2 separate regions of the Bos taurus genome follow, and region 2 is linked to region 1. Evidence: chromatin contacts called from public Hi-C data. All regions are on one chromosome and are shown on one strand. Each heading gives the region's core, a stretch centred on a gene start, on an enhancer-like site or on the middle of the called end of the contact. The rest is flanking DNA. Distances are from core to core; before and after follow the strand shown.

Region 1 (7,608 bases), core at 2,950-5,449:
CCTCTAGCTCGGTCCTTGGTTCAGGATGCACTACTCCTCTGTGTAGCTTGGGTCACCTGCGGGCCATTATTCGAACGGTAACTACTGCCACTGGTCATCCTTATTGTGGCCTGGGTCCCTTTCAGCTGGGGACTGGGCTCCTTCAGTTTGGCCAGGGTGATTCCTAGTTCTCCCCGCCTCCCCACCTAACCCCCTGCACGCTCCCTTCCCAAGGCGACCACCTGCGCCGCCCCACTTACCATCTGCCCCGCGGGGAGGGCCCCCCGGGGTGGCGGAGCCCTCCCTGCTCCCGGGCGGCTCTGGGGGAACTCGGTGTTTGCCTCCAGCCCTTCGCTACCGGAGAGATCAGGTTCCTCCCCTCCTCCCCCTCCAGCTCCGGCCGCCGCCGCCGCCGCCTCCTTCTTGCATGACACAGCAGAACCGCAGCTGCCGCAGCAAGTCCCAACCATCCGCCCAGGAAGCGCCGCAACCGGGACTCGGGAGGGGCGGAGGGGGAACCAGGCAGGGGCCACAGCCGAGGGGGATGCTTGCCCCCGCTTTGCACCACACACTCTTTTCCCAGCCCAGGGGCATGGGAACAAAATCAGGCTCAAGCCGACCAGGCCAAGCCCGTGAGGAAAGCTGGGGGTTCGGCGTCAGAAGGGATGGGACCAAAGAGAAGGGTGTGAAGGAGACCCCAATTGAGGCAGGTCATTGCAGGGGAAGAAGGGGAAGAAGAGGCCGAGAAGTCGAGGGCCAGACTGTGAAGGAGAATAAAGGAGGTCAAAGAAAGGTAAGGAGGTAGAGTTGCAGAGAAGGGAGACCGAGCTGGGAAGGGGAGGGGACCTGCTTTGGAAGGAGGACTGGGAGGGAGAATTTGGGGAGGCCTGAGCTAAGTATCTAGGCAGCACATGGTGAATTGGGAGGCAAAAGCAGGAAAGGGGAAAGGGATGTGAGAATTAGGCGTTAGATGGTAAGGTAAATATTGAGGGACATATTAAGGAATCAGAAGGGATGTAGTGGAGATCATGCATCATGGCTGATAATCAGAGGGAAACTGATGAGGTGGAAAGAGATATAGTCAAGGCAAAGAAAACATGATCTTCCGCCCCACTCTTCAGTTTCCTATGAAGTTTTTCATAATGCTGCCAATCCAACAGGGAGTTTTCCTTATAAATTGAAAAGCATGAACTAAAACATCAAAAGAGCCGTTTAGCTTGGATTTACAGGATAAAATCCTATGATCCATGCAATCTTTAAGGCAGAGATTTAGGATTGGGGGTTGTGATTCAATAACACGGAAGGCTCTAAAAACCGATGGTATGGATTCACACATAACTGGACTTAAGTCTTTCAGTGTCTGTTAAATGCTTCAGTTAAATGCTACAAATGATGACAAAGTTATTGGTTCAAAATATCATATAAAGGCACAGACTTTTTCTCTGTATAGAAACATATATATAAATCTATAGGTAATTTCTAGCGTCTAGCACGTCCACTATGATTAAGGGGAAAATGTGTTTTTCTGATTATTTGATTTCCCACCAAACACACTACGCATTTTACAGCAGATCAGCTGCTTCTATTTGAAAAATGTGGTCAGAAAAGTAATGCAAAAGCTGCCACTTTGGTTTTGTCTGTACCTTCCAGGTCATATCGTCGTACCTCACTTCCTGACACAAACAAGTTTTTACTGTTGTCAGCAACAAAGTCCTAATATAGCTGCGGAAGAGAAAAACTGCATTGCATTTGCCTCCTGCAAGCATCATCAACACAGTTACCGGAGGAATGTTGATTCCAGAAAAGCTTTAAGGCTGGTACGATGGTAATTATGTATCAAATGCCTGATTCTATTTCTGTTATTATTGTTTTGTCATTTCTGAGCCACCCAAGAACTGGCTGAACTCGCAGAGGGACAAGTCCGGTTCTTCTTTTTGCCTCGGTAAAATTTAATCAGACCTGATAGAAAACTCATTGCTCTAGGGGAAAATAAAGTAGGAGCCACGAAATGTCATTTTAACAGAGCGTGGGTTTTGTGACTGTAGGAAAGGATTTAAGGACGCTCCTTCTGTTCGGTTTCCTATGTAATGAGCAAAGGCTACACGCACGCACAGACGCCACAGCTCCCGGATGCTGTGGCTCGCTTATCTAGGCTTCTGCAGCGCCAGGAGCCCCTCCGGGATGCTGCGAGGGGCTCTCGGTGGGTGGTGGTGGTGGTACGAACGGCTGCGGCCGCCGCCGCCAGTTCTGCCGCTGCTGTTGTTGCTGCTGCAGTCACGTGGGAGGCCCTTTAAGTTTCCATAGAGAGGCCTCTCCGGTGTCACATGATGGACATGATATAATGAAACAACGTTGTGGAGAGGAAAGCATTAGGGGAGCCCACGGCTACAAAAACAAGTGAGTGAGAAGAGGTGGGAGGAAGAGAAACTACGCCACCTCCCCTGCAGCCGAGCCGCACGCAGCAGTTCCCCGCGGGAAGTGGGCGACGCCGGCGGGGGGGAAGGGAGACCCGGTCCCCAGCCCCGGCCGGGGGACCCCCGCCGCCCACAGCCAAGAGAACAACTTTTAGCCGGCAGCCTCGGCCAGCACTGCACCTGTCTCCGAAGCCTCCATCGCTCCTCCTGATGATCAAAGGGGAATTCTAGAAGACTGTGCTCTACAAATATACATGCGCATCGTTTTCCCCCTTGCGTCTCGCTCCGCAGGAAGGAAAGAGAAACGGATTAAAGCGGCAGCGGGTGTTCAGCCCCAAGGTAAGTTCTGGAGGGTGGGGAAAGCCGGCCCAGCAGGACTTCGGGATGGGAATTTTGTTCTCAGTTTGGACCTCTCGAGATGAAAAGAGGCATCCCCTCACTGCTGCGAGGCGGCGGGCTCGATGGTCCAGCAGAAACATTTCCACTGTGGACTCCGGTTATTTCCTCTTTCGCACGCCCCGCGGTCCCACCCTGGGACTCCCCGGGGGCCCCTCGCCTCCCCCTGGAAGGGCCCGCAGGTCCCAGCCGGGATGTTGGCGAGCCGGGCGAGGAAAGGTAGGGGTGGTGGCGTTAGCCGGGAATGCCGAGGCGATTTCGCCATGTTTGTGTTGCTAAGAGCACTTTTTTCCCCTTTGAGGTGGCTTGATGCCACATGGCTCCTCCGGAGCTGCTGCCGGGTTGAGAGAGTGTGTGTGTGTGTGTGTGTGTGTTTTTCAATGTCCGCATTCCAGCTAATGTTGCGCAGATAAAATTCAAACTTGAGGTAAACAGAAGAGGAGGAGGAGGAGGGGAGGGAGGGGGGAAGATTGTTTCCATTTCGAGATTCCACCTCTTCACTCCGCGGAGAGTCACATCCCGGAACCTCGAGAGTACTTGGTCCTGTCTTCCCCCCACCCCACCTCTGCTGACCACCAGAAATAAGGCGACGGGGGTGGGGGTGCTCACAGAGGACGCGGAGTCTGCGTTCTAAAGGGGAAAAACAGCACCCCCCGGCATCCAGGCCGTCGGCTACTTTCCTCGTTCCACCCGGAGGGACGGAGGATGCCCTGCTGCGCTCTCGAGTTGGGGGACCGGAGGATCGCGCTCTTGGGCGGGGCTGGGGGGGGGGGTGCCTGATCCCCGTCTCACTCCCTCTTACTTTAGGGAACCGGACGGCACCGCTCCCACCCTACCCCAGGCGCAGGTTCCAGAAGGCGAGCTGGGTGGGTCTCCAGGTTCCGAGAGGGTGGGTGGCGTAGCAGGTGTGTGGTGGGCATTTCTATTTTGTAAGTTGCATATGATGGGACGACGTGGGGAGTCTTAAAAGCGAGCGGATCGGCAGAGCTGCGTCTTTTTTTTTTTTTTTGCGACCAGGGAGAAAAATGAAGACAACCCCTCCCAACCCCGCTTTAAATACCTGATTCATCTCGAAGCTAGGCTGAAGGGGGAGTAGGGATGTGTAAGGGTGAAGATGAGGTTCGTCATGTGGAAAACTGGGCTTCTGACAGCTCATGGCCACCCTACCCTCCCTCCCGGGGCAGAAGATGGTTGTGGCGGGGGGGAGGTCCAAGACGGGCGATGTACCCCCTCCCCGGGGTAGGAGCAGCGCAGGGTCCCGAAGTGCGGGAGGGTCCTCAGCCCGGTCGCTGGGGAGTACGGGGGGCCGGGAGGAGGCGGCCACGTGAGGAGGGTCTGCGGAAGCGCCGGAGCCTAGAGCTGGGGGGTGAAGTGCGTAGCAGAGTCGTGACGGGGGCTGACACGAAGCAGCCGTGGGCGGCGCGCTGAGGAGGAGCGGAGACTCGCGCGGGCCCGGGGCCCCAGCTCCGTGGCGACGCGGCTTTATTCCGAGCGGCTGCCCGAGCCTCCCACGCCAGCGCCGACGTCCGGGCCGCGGGTGGGTGCGCACGCCAGGGCCCTTTCCCGAGAGACCGTTTCCGGGCGGGGCCCCCGGCCCGGAGCGAGGGCTGTAAACAGGGTGGTGCCCTCTGCCCTCCCGCCCCCGGCCGGTTGGGGCGCGCGGCCTTGGCGGCGCTCTGGGCAGCGGAGGCGCGGTAGCGGCAGCGGGGGCGCGCCCGCCGCCCCCGCGCGCTCCCCGCCGCCAGGCCGGCCGGCCGGCCCTCTCTGTTTTTGTTTTGATGGAGCCCGCGTGCAGCTGGCGCGTGTCGAGTCACGTGCCGGGGGCGGGAGGGGGGCTGGGGCGCGGTGACGCACGCGTCCGGAGGGCCGGGCGCCCGAGGGGTGCTGTCGCCGAAGGGGCGAGGGGGCGTGTGCCCTGGACAGATCCCGACCGCGCTGGGTGTCCAGGCCCCACCTGGTGGAGTTCGTGGGAGTTGGTTCTCGTGAGCGGTGTGCGGGCGTGGGTGTAAATCCCACCGCACTTTTGAGTTCGTCGTCGCAGCATCCAGGCGAGCCTGCTCTATCCGGGCTGGGGGCCCGCCTGCGCTGTTTCAGTTGGAAATCAACAGACTCTGCAGGCGTGAGTCTCTGTGGGCATATAGAGACCTATCTGTGGCTCTTAATCCAGACTGCACGTCGTAAGTAACTGGACCGGCTTAGAAAGAATTCTGATGCCCGGCTCAATCCTAGACCAGTTGAACCCAAATCCAAATAGGGCTGAACGTATGTGTGTGTGCGCGCGCGCGCGCGCGCGCGTGTGTGTGTGTGTGTGTGTTTAAACCTCCGTAAGTGTTTTTAATAACCGAGGAAGGTTGAGAGTTTACAGAACTAGCTGGCTGGAATAGATAGCTGTGAAACCAACAGGTGTTGATCTGTCAGTAGATGCTGGTAGCTATATGCTGGCATGCCCTGACATTCTTGATGAAACATTGTTACCCCCATTTTATAGGTGACAGAGTGGAAGCTCAGGAGGTTGAGTAAGAGTTGGTCAGTGACGATCCATATCTAGAACCCAAGCAAGCTGATTTAAAAACCCAGTCTTTCAGTTATTACGTATGTTACTTTGGAAATCTACCTTTACCTAAATGCATGTGTTTGTGCGAATAGGAATAGTTCTGTGTTTGCCTAAGGATCAGCCAATTTATATATGTGTGTGTGTGTATGTATATATATATATATATATATATATATGTATGTATGTATAGGAGAAGGCAATGGCACCCCACTCCAGTACTCTTGCCTGGAAAATCCCATGGATGGAGGAGCCTAGTAGGCTGCAGTCCATGGGGTCGCTAAGAGTCAGACAGGACTGAGCGACTTCCCTTTCACTTTTCACTTTCATGCATTGGAGAAGGAAATGGCAACCCACTCCAGTGTTCTTGCCTGGAGAATCCCAGGGACGGGGGAGCCTGGTGGGCTGCCATCTATGGGGTTGCAGAGAGTCGGACACGACTGAAGTGACTTAGCATATATATATATATATATGTATGTATATATATGTGCAAATTTTTGCTTGTATGAAAGGGAGAAGAATCACCTGGTGAATTCGTTGAGACCTATATAGGCTACTAACATTTTCCCTAAGTTTCTTTGAAGAAGGGATCCCAGTAATTTGGAGAGAACTGATTCCATGGAAGTTGTTTTGAGACTTGAACATACGTGTAAGGTGAAGAGTCTAGAAGATGCAGATAATTCCCCAGGATTTACACAAGCATTCACAGAAGTCCTTTAGGTTGCTAGACACGATATAATTTTGTTGGTCATTGGCTGCTTGTAGCAGAATGTGCAAGGTGGTTAGTATACGGAGTAGCAGAAGTTTTGCCCTGAAAATTTAGGAGGAAAAAAAAAAAAACACAGCTACTCTGGTCTGGAGTACAGAAGTGTTGTTTCTGTATCCTCTTCTCTCTCTCATTTATTTCATTTTCTTCTGTCGGATAAACTCTTAGTGGGAATATTTAGATGTGGAAGTAATCTATTTGTTTTGAAAATGTGTTCCTTGATACATTCTCTAAGGATATTAGAAATAAAACTCACAGGCAATAGAGGTTTTATCCTTAAAAACAGAGGGTTCTAATTACAATGTTTTTGTGACAAATACACATTTGTTAGTGGTACTGCGTCACAAAGAAATGTCTTTGTATTCCTACTAATGATTGCTTTCTAATACTGTTAGCTGTATGGCAGATGTAGGCAAATTACTTACCAAGTTTCGAAGACTGGTTTTCATGTGGCTTGCAGTTTTGGTTAGGGAAGCTTATAGACAGACATAACCACTAGGGCAAGCCTGATATAACTGAGTATAAGCTATTTTTGGCATGGAAATAGCTCTCTAACCCCATCTCCCTCCCTCCCTTGTCATCCTCATCCTTGTTGACCACCAAAGATACTTTAATCCAGCATTGTCAAACCACTTGTGGTTCCTGTGGACAGCTCTGCCTTCTGCTTCTAGGGTACCTCCTTTAGGACATTGCTCTTAATTTCTCATGAAAGTGAAAATATTAGTCACTCAGTCATTTCTGACTCTTTTCGACCCCCTGAACTGGGGCCTGCCAGGCTCTTCTGTTCATGGAATTTTCCAGGCAAGAATAGGGGAGTGGGTAGCCATTCCCTTCTCCAGGGGACTTTTCTGACCCAGAGATCGAACGCAGGGCTCCCACATTGCAGACAGATTCTTTATTGTCTGAGTCACCAGGGAAGCCCCAGTTTTTTCCTGAAAGGTGTTTGGAAACATCCTGCTGTGTCACCTCCATTCCTTGCACAGATGTGTCTCAGTGCATTTTTTCACAACATATATTGTTTTTGTTTATATGTTGGACACCTCTACTAAATTGACCTGATAAAAGGTTGAAATGGTGGTGATTTGTGTACTACTGGCACACTGCAGGCACCCACGTTTATTACGTCAGTCTAAATTGAATTTGAGTTGCATTATTTGGGTTGATCACTCATCTTCATTCTTTACTGTCCTCACTTCTGCTGCTAAGCTGAAACCATGCATCTTTGAACAGAGAATACAGGGTACCACCAACATATTCCAGTAAAAGGAGTAGGAAGGACAGGACTAAATGTACTCAGCTTTTCACTTGTTTCCCAATTTCATTCTCAATTTACCAAGTGTTTACTTGTGAGCTCTGGGAGAGATGTTCAATATTACCATTTTTCGACTTACTTAGGAAGGAAGAAATGGCACTATATTATTGATGAACAAACTTCTGTGTATCGTAGCTGAGTACAGATACATCATCACATTTCATTACACTGTAACTTTCAGATTTAATAT
Region 2 (7,608 bases), core at 2,941-5,440, 110 kb before region 1:
TAAAATTGAATGAGTAGAAAGGAGAGTAAACATGAAAATCCTGGAGAAAAGAGTGCCCACCAATGTAAGGACATTGCTCTTTTACCTGCCTTTCCAGAGAGTGGAGTCTCTAAGCTTGCACTTTGTGCCATATGGGCATGTGTGTGGAGGAAGTGATGGTGAAGAGGGAAAGAAGAGACAAGGAAGAGACCAAGAATTAAGGACCCCTGTGCTGTCCTATGAGCTGACACGGGCAAAGGTACCAAATCTGGCCATTAAAATGCATCTGAAGCAACTGTGTGCACCATTATCATTATTGTTATCATCATTATCATCATCATCGTCGTCATTTTTAGTTCTCCTTGCAGTCTGCCAACCTCTTTACGGAGCAGATCATCTTAATAGTGACCCAGCCCCTAACTTCAAGGTTGTCCACAGATCTGACGCTGCCAGAAAACCAGTTACAAGAAGGGAGACAAAAGGGATCTGGAGGATGGAGAGGCATTCTGAGTTCCACTAATGAGTGAGGTGACTCATGGCTGACTCAGACAAACGAAGGCAAGCCTGGGAGAGGGGAGGCAGTGGGGGGCAGATCTCAAAGGAGCCCTGCCGAAACATTCAAATGGGAGCTAGGAAGCCAGGGACACGGTGTTATTTAGAGAGCAGCCTGCAGCTCTGGCGATGAGGGAGGAACAGATCTGAAAACAGAGGGAGAAAATTACATTTGAGGCCGAAACTGAGTTGTGAATCTGTAGTTTTGACAAATGTGTAACATTCTCTGGTGACATTGAGCTGCTCCTTGGCAAATCTCAGAATACTAAGTCAATAGGAATTAATTGTCATCAGTTTCCTGGGGAGTAGAAGTAAACGAGGTACCACCCTCTATATTTCTAATGATCTCAATGAGAAAAATAAGCCTTTTTCTTTAGTATTTTACATTTGGACAACTCTGTGACCTGACCTATGCTTATAGCTTTTTTTTAAATTAATTTATTTTTTAGCTGAAGGATAATTGTTTTATAGAACTTTATTGTTTTCTGTAAAACCAACATACCACTGAAGTGTCTTCTCTCTTATTAATGGCTACTTGAGGTTTCAAGTTTGCAGATTCCAAAGTCAAATATTGTTATGAAGGTTTATAATTGCATTTTCCTATATGGACTGTACTGAAATGATATGTCCCACCACATGCTATGTCTAGGTCCCCTAAAGAACATGCATTTGTGAGATGGCTAGATGTAGGTACAGACTACTTGGGTGACACAGTTTTCCGTGTACTAAATATCCCATACAGAGATCAAACCCATGACCTCAGTCTCATCAAGGCAATGAAAGAGAACTGAGCTATCTAAAAATAATTTTGGTTGATTACATATTTATATGTGATTTGATGACTATTGTCACAAATGCACTTCACTGGAATGGCACGACGGTGGAAGAGACAAGGGATTCTTTGCCAGCTTGGCCCCCTGTGAATTTTCACTAAGATGAAAAATAATTTGCTCCAAAAGCAAATTTTTTTTTCTGCTTTGTCTGCCCCCAACAGACGGCAATGGCAGTTGGATGCAGTTGTTTTAGTCTTGGCCAACTAGTTTTTTATTACCAGCAGGTTTACTGTATTTAATTTGGGGTGTTTTGCAACATTATTAAGCCCAGTATGTCTGACAATTGTAAAAGCAATGGGAATGTTGAATGTGCTATTAAGAAAAGGCTTATGATTATGATGAAAATAAAACTGAAAATGAAAGAGATTAACAAAAACGAATGTTAGGAATGGTAAGAAAAATCACCAGTGTTGCATGTGGCTAAGAGCTGGATCATTAGTCAATAGGGGTGATTCTGAAAGACAAAGAGAGATTCAAAACATGTGAATAATGTTGGCTGGATCTATGCAAGGAACATCAATCATCAAGAAATGAGGAAAAGTAATCCAAGAAATGGAAACAATTTGGAATATGTGAATGCCTATAATCCAAATATTAATTCGGATAAGGGCTAAAAAAGGACTTCCAGGTGGCGCAGTGGTAAAGAATCTGCCTGCCAATGCAGGAGATGCAAGAGATGCAGGCTCTATCCCTGGGTCAAGAAGATTCTCTGGAGCAGAAAATGGCAACCCACTCCAGGACTCTTGCCTGGAAATCCCATGGACAGAGGAGCCTGGTAGCCTACAGTCCATGGGGTCGCAAAGAGTCAGACACCACTGAACATGCATGCACAAGGGCTAAAAATATATGTTCAAACATTTAAAAGCCAAGTGTGGTAAAAATTCTCATTCTGGAACCTTTACTGAAAGCCAGCGATGGTTCCATAGATTCAAGATCTGTTAGATCTATTTGGCAATAAGTTCTATATGGAAGATGAAAAAGAGTTGATTATGACACTTGGCAAAGGCAGTCTTGCTCTTCTTTAGTTGCTAAGTAGTTTCCAACTCTTTGTGACCCCATGGACTGCAGCACGCCAGGCTCCTCATCCTCCACTAACTCTCACAGTTTTGCTTAAATTCATGTCCATTGAATCGGCAATGCTAACTAACCATCTCATTCTCTGCTGCCCCCTTTTCCTTTTGCCTTCAATCTTTCACTGTCTTGACCGCCTTTCAATTTACATGGACTGGTCTATTTTGGATAAAGGAGCCCAGTAGAATGGATATAGCAAGGAGATTAGAATGCCATCTAGTTGTAAAGCTTTGAAAGACCCATCAAACCCTTTTTTTGTAGAGATGTGTCTTCCTAAATCACTAGTAGCTAGTTTTATCTTACTAATAGTTTTACAGAATTCACCTGTTTATGAGATATATAAATTCGTGGCATATGGCAGGCACTCAATAAATGTATTTGGATGGATGAATGAATATTTGAACACCTCTGGAAATGGAGAATTAATTCACTGTCCCCTCAGCCAGTTTAATACATCTCAATCAGCTCGAATGATTAGAAAATTACTTGTATGGAGCTAAAACCTATCACCATCTTTACCCTCCTCTGGGAACATTTGGTTTTGTTACTGTTTCCTATTCGATGGGTACTCAGGACAGAATATTGTTTTCTTGGCAATGCTGACCAGCCTGTAAGGGTACCAATTACCCCTCTTAGTAAGGACTCCATACTTCAATTAATGCAGTTCAATATTATAATAGTCTCTTAGGTGGCCATATCACCTATTGACTCATTCTGAGCTTGTAGTTGAGCTTGCAGCCCATCTTCTCTCCTCTTCCTGACCCCCAACAGACACACTAATTCCCTAGAGGACCTTAAACAAATTATCTGTCTGGGACTCATTTCTCGTGTGGAAAATGAGGGTGTTGGGCCCAGTGGTTTCTGAGTTGTTTTTCTTTCCTGTTTTAATATTCTTTGAGCCTAAAACAGGAAGTTCTGGTACAGCTCATGTTGTACTTTTCCGTGGGCTGTTTCACCCATAGCAGCATGAGCATGTAAAATGTACCTGGAGACGTTAAGCTTGTCAAACAACTTGAAACTCCACAGGTAATTTTTCTCAGCTGTGTTAAGCTTATCTTTGCAGATATGTGGACAGTGTGCGGTCGATTGTGTATGAGCGCTAAGGCAATAGGCAGTGCTGAACCATAGTAGTCAAGGAGGGAGAAACCGAGGCACAGGCAGAAAAAAAAGTGACAGCACGAGGGGAATCAGGGTGTGGTTTTTCTCTGACGGAACTCTCCATCACTATTTTAAGACAGAGACAATGACAATGGGGGATATATATTTCACTCAACGGAAAGCCTGGTTTGACATCATGTCAATTTTCTCATCTTACTTCACACACTGTTGTAACATTAAAAAAATTACTCTCAGCCAATGAGCAACTAAATGTGTTTGCTGTCTGGAAGAATCAAACCATATCTCCATACCCCTTGCCCTTGGCCAATTTCTTATAAAGCAGACATCCTTCATGATTTTAGCTGAGTAATTTCTCCTAGTATTTCTGCCTGACAGTCCTTGATCCATGCCTGAGAGGCTGGATCCACTTTCTACCCTAGACTAAAATTCTACACGTTATTATTTGACCTCTTTTGAAAAACTCACTGCCAGCTTTATAACCCGATCTGGGCACTCTCCCCATCGAGGCCTGCATTTCCTGTGGATGATGCATCGGTTTCCTAGGTGACGGCGGGAAGGAATAGACCTGTTAGCTTGTGGCTTCTGACTCACTCACTGCAATGGACGTCAGAGAATCGTGGCTGAACAAGTGGATGCTGATAAAAGCATGTGCTTAAGCAGTGCACTGGTGGTTAAAACCATCCCATTTGTACCAGCTCTCCCTCCCACTAAGCAAGCAGACAGACTGACATAAATCCCAGATGAGAAAAAACAAGCAACAGATCTGAAACCTCTCTGAACTCCCAGTCCTATAGAAATGTACAGTGGAGTCCTATTTACAATCCCATTATTTTCCTTTCCCTGTTTAGAGTTTCCTCTTTTTTTCCCTGGAACATGTAAGTCACAGAATTTTCTAATGTCTGATGGAGGCTGAAGAGGGGGAGATAGAGACAAGCCAAAAACTCACCAGAAGCCTATTTATGAAGGTGACATTTCCTTTTTATCTTTCACTTTTGTTCCCTGAGAGGGGAAAGTAAACTCACAATGGACTAGCAAATTATCAGAGTCCAGAATAAAAAAAAAATTTCTGTTGGGCAAATTTCTTGAAGCCTAGAGACAAGGAGAGACATGCATGTGTGTGCATACACACACAGAGAGACACATGCAGATACACACACACAGATTAACTTTCTAGTTCCCTCTTTCATCATCAACTGATCCCAGCAATGGACAAGTCAAAGATTGCCTGGGATTAAAAAACACGAAGAACTCCTTTGTCCTCCACATCTGAACTACTAAAGACTGAATGGATTCTTTCAATTCTTGAATTCCTTAAATGACCAACAAACCTGAAGGTTCCCGACTGAAGATAATGCATCTTGTTTTCCACGGAGCCTTGAGGGATCCTTTAAATAGCATCAGCAAGCATCCGAATGAATTAGGCAGCAAATGTAGGTTAGCTTTATTTAGACAGATAAAGACAAGAAGAGAAAGTTGTCTGGTTCAAGGGCAGTGCAGCCTGACACAAAAGCATTTCTCAGAGGAGGGGAAATTGCTTTGGGGAAGAGCTGTATTTTGGACAAAGAGCAAAGTTCCTTGGATCAGCAAGGGAAGTGATGCTAAATTCTTCCATACAGAGGAGCAGGAATTGAGAATGGCCTACCACTCATTCAAAGGAAAGATCTACAGATTTAAAACGTAAAACAGAACTTGGCATCCTGTCTCTCTCTCTCTCTCCCATTCCTTGGGCACCCTTTCGGGAAGGACTTGCTTCCTAGAACACAAGCTGGGGCAGGGAGTTTGTGAGACTCCTTCGGACTGGGATTTGAGAGTCTCAGCAAATTCTGAGTCAGAAAATGCATCTAGATGGAGGGTCCCTGGAGATGTGGAAGCTCAGAAAGCAGGGAAAGTGGCAAATTTGGGGGGCAATCACTCACTAAACAAAAATGTAGATGCTTGGGAAAAAGTTGCACTCAATAGCCATGATTTTACAATAACTTTTAAAGGAGCATAATCTGTACATCAGAATCCAATATAGTGTAAATCAACTGTACTTCAGTTTAAAAACTTGTAGTCAGTGAATTTTATTTTCCCTTTCCCCACAGTCCTTAGATTATTCCCTGAAAATAAACTCCTTAAGGAATGCACTGGATCTAGAAAAAAATACAAGTTTCTGTGATATTTATTGTTTTTCCACGATTTAAATTTTTTCCTGTTTCTTCTCATTGAAAAAGCCAACTGATATTTGATATCAACTTGCAACCATCAGTAAATTCATTAAAAAAATTTTAATTAGTAAATGTTATGTGAATGAATTATATTTATCAAAAAACATGTAATGGTTTTATGAATAAACCATCCATAATACATTATCATGTTTCTAAAGTAACATTGAATTTAAATTTGTAAGAAAATTCAGAAAATCTAAAAGTTTAAATTTTCATTGATTTCTATTTCCCCCAAATCTAATTTTTAGATGTTTTGTCCTTCAGGGGTCTCATAACTTCTAAAAATTATATATCTTTAAATATCACCAAGCCAAGTATCATAGAGGAAATATGTTATAACCCTATCACAAAACAAAATTTAAATTTCATTTTGAATTAGGTGTTTATTACCACTTTCTTCATACTCATCACTCATTCACTCATTTCATTCCTTTCTTCCTTCAACAATTATTTACTGAGTACCTACCATGTGCAAACAGAGTGAACATTAGACTCACTTGCTTTGCCTGTTCTTTACCAGGTACTTTTCTCTCCCTAGTCAATTCGTCACAATTCTGTCCACCCCAAATCTACTCACTAGTTACCTGGTAAATTAGCACATGGACCAACTGTTCATCCAGTTGGGAAGTACTGTTTTGCACTGTGACCAAAGCACACAAAATTTCCCCAGTTCACTGCGCTAAATTCCATATGCTTTTTTTGAGGTATAGTTGATATTTGATATTATCTAAGTTTCAGGTGTACAACATAGTGATTCCCAATTTTTAAAGATTATATTCCATGTATAGTTATTATAAAATATGAGCTGTATTCCCTGTGTTGTATGATATATCCACGTAGCTTATTTATTTCATATATAGTAGTTTGTTCCTCTCCATATGCTTTTAACTATTTGTGAGATTGCCAAATCAGTTAATCATCTGAAGTCATTATAATTCTAACAAGGTAATGGAAAGTCAATTCCTATATTCTAAAGTAATAAATTCAAAAGACTCATACAAGATCCAATGCCAAGCTTATTTCACTATTATATTAACTTTTTATAATCCCTCCTCACCTAAAGTCAATTCTATAAATTTTTCACTTGTATGGTTACAAGAATCTAATCAAAATGAAACCTACTCTTACACTTCTTTTTGGTAGAGATGAACATTTCTACATGAACGGAAAAGAAAAAATTAATAACATCTCTGGGATCTATATTTCTTGCTCTGACCCCTTTAATCACTTCACTATTATTAGATTATATTTATCAGAACTTTGTAATTTGTACTAACAATGAGACTTTTTAGATGTCCTTCAGTAAGTCAACCTCAGAACTTGTTTTCTATATTTTTTAAATGCTGAAGGAAAAACCCCAACTCATATGTGGAGGTAGAAAGCAAAGTTATAATCAATCACTGATCCAAATAAATGGAACTTTAAAACATTATAGCAATTTCTTGGTATTTCTGTGTCCTCTGTGTTCACTGCACTAAATATTATTTCACTAATTTTAATAATGCTATAAAAAAGAAAATATTGTAATAGCATTTGACTAAAATAAGAATCCCCCATTTTATTTTTATTTTGTGACATTTGTGGCTCTTCAGCATGACACTGGCATTCTTCCTCTTCTGATGTAACTTCCTTCTCTGTTCCACTCTGTTTTGGTAGAGGTTATTTCAACCTCTCCCTTCTCTGAGTAGTGCTTCAGCTGTTTGTGAGATCCCAAGCTATCACTTTGTTTCCTGAATATCCACTTCTGTTTTCTGTAGCAACACCTGCAGATAAACATCTAGCTGGCCATGCAGATGGACAAAGACCCCACACTCTTGGACCCATATGTACATAGACACAGGTACACA

What was found. A called contact is a pair of places that touch in the nucleus more often than the background predicts.
Region 2: a contact with region 1 is called in a Hi-C map of an unstated tissue, with 1.9 times the contacts expected there. The contact joins two enhancer-like sites. A contact is called at or near these places in 2 of 11 Hi-C or Micro-C datasets (liver and an unstated tissue).

Annotation. Positions count from the first base shown.
Region 1 is chr4:94,842,787-94,850,394 of ARS-UCD2.0, reverse strand. It overlaps LOC107131356 (a long non-coding RNA gene), which reads left to right and starts at 378. Exons shown (of 11, transcript XR_009494353.1): 1 at 378-772; 2 at 1,630-7,608. It also overlaps a transcript of MKLN1 not described here. Within about 2 kb of position 4,199, at least 47 of the 102 cell types and tissues checked have an H3K27ac peak or open chromatin away from gene starts, as enhancers often do.
Region 2 is chr4:94,954,958-94,962,565 of ARS-UCD2.0, reverse strand. LOC112446481 (a long non-coding RNA gene) reads left to right here. Exons shown (of 8, transcript XR_009494367.1): 8 at 98-3,047. It also overlaps a transcript of MKLN1 not described here. Among named protein-coding and RNA genes, the nearest start is that of MKLN1, 67 kb to the left of the region's middle. Within about 2 kb of position 4,190, at least 31 of the 102 cell types and tissues checked have an H3K27ac peak or open chromatin away from gene starts, as enhancers often do.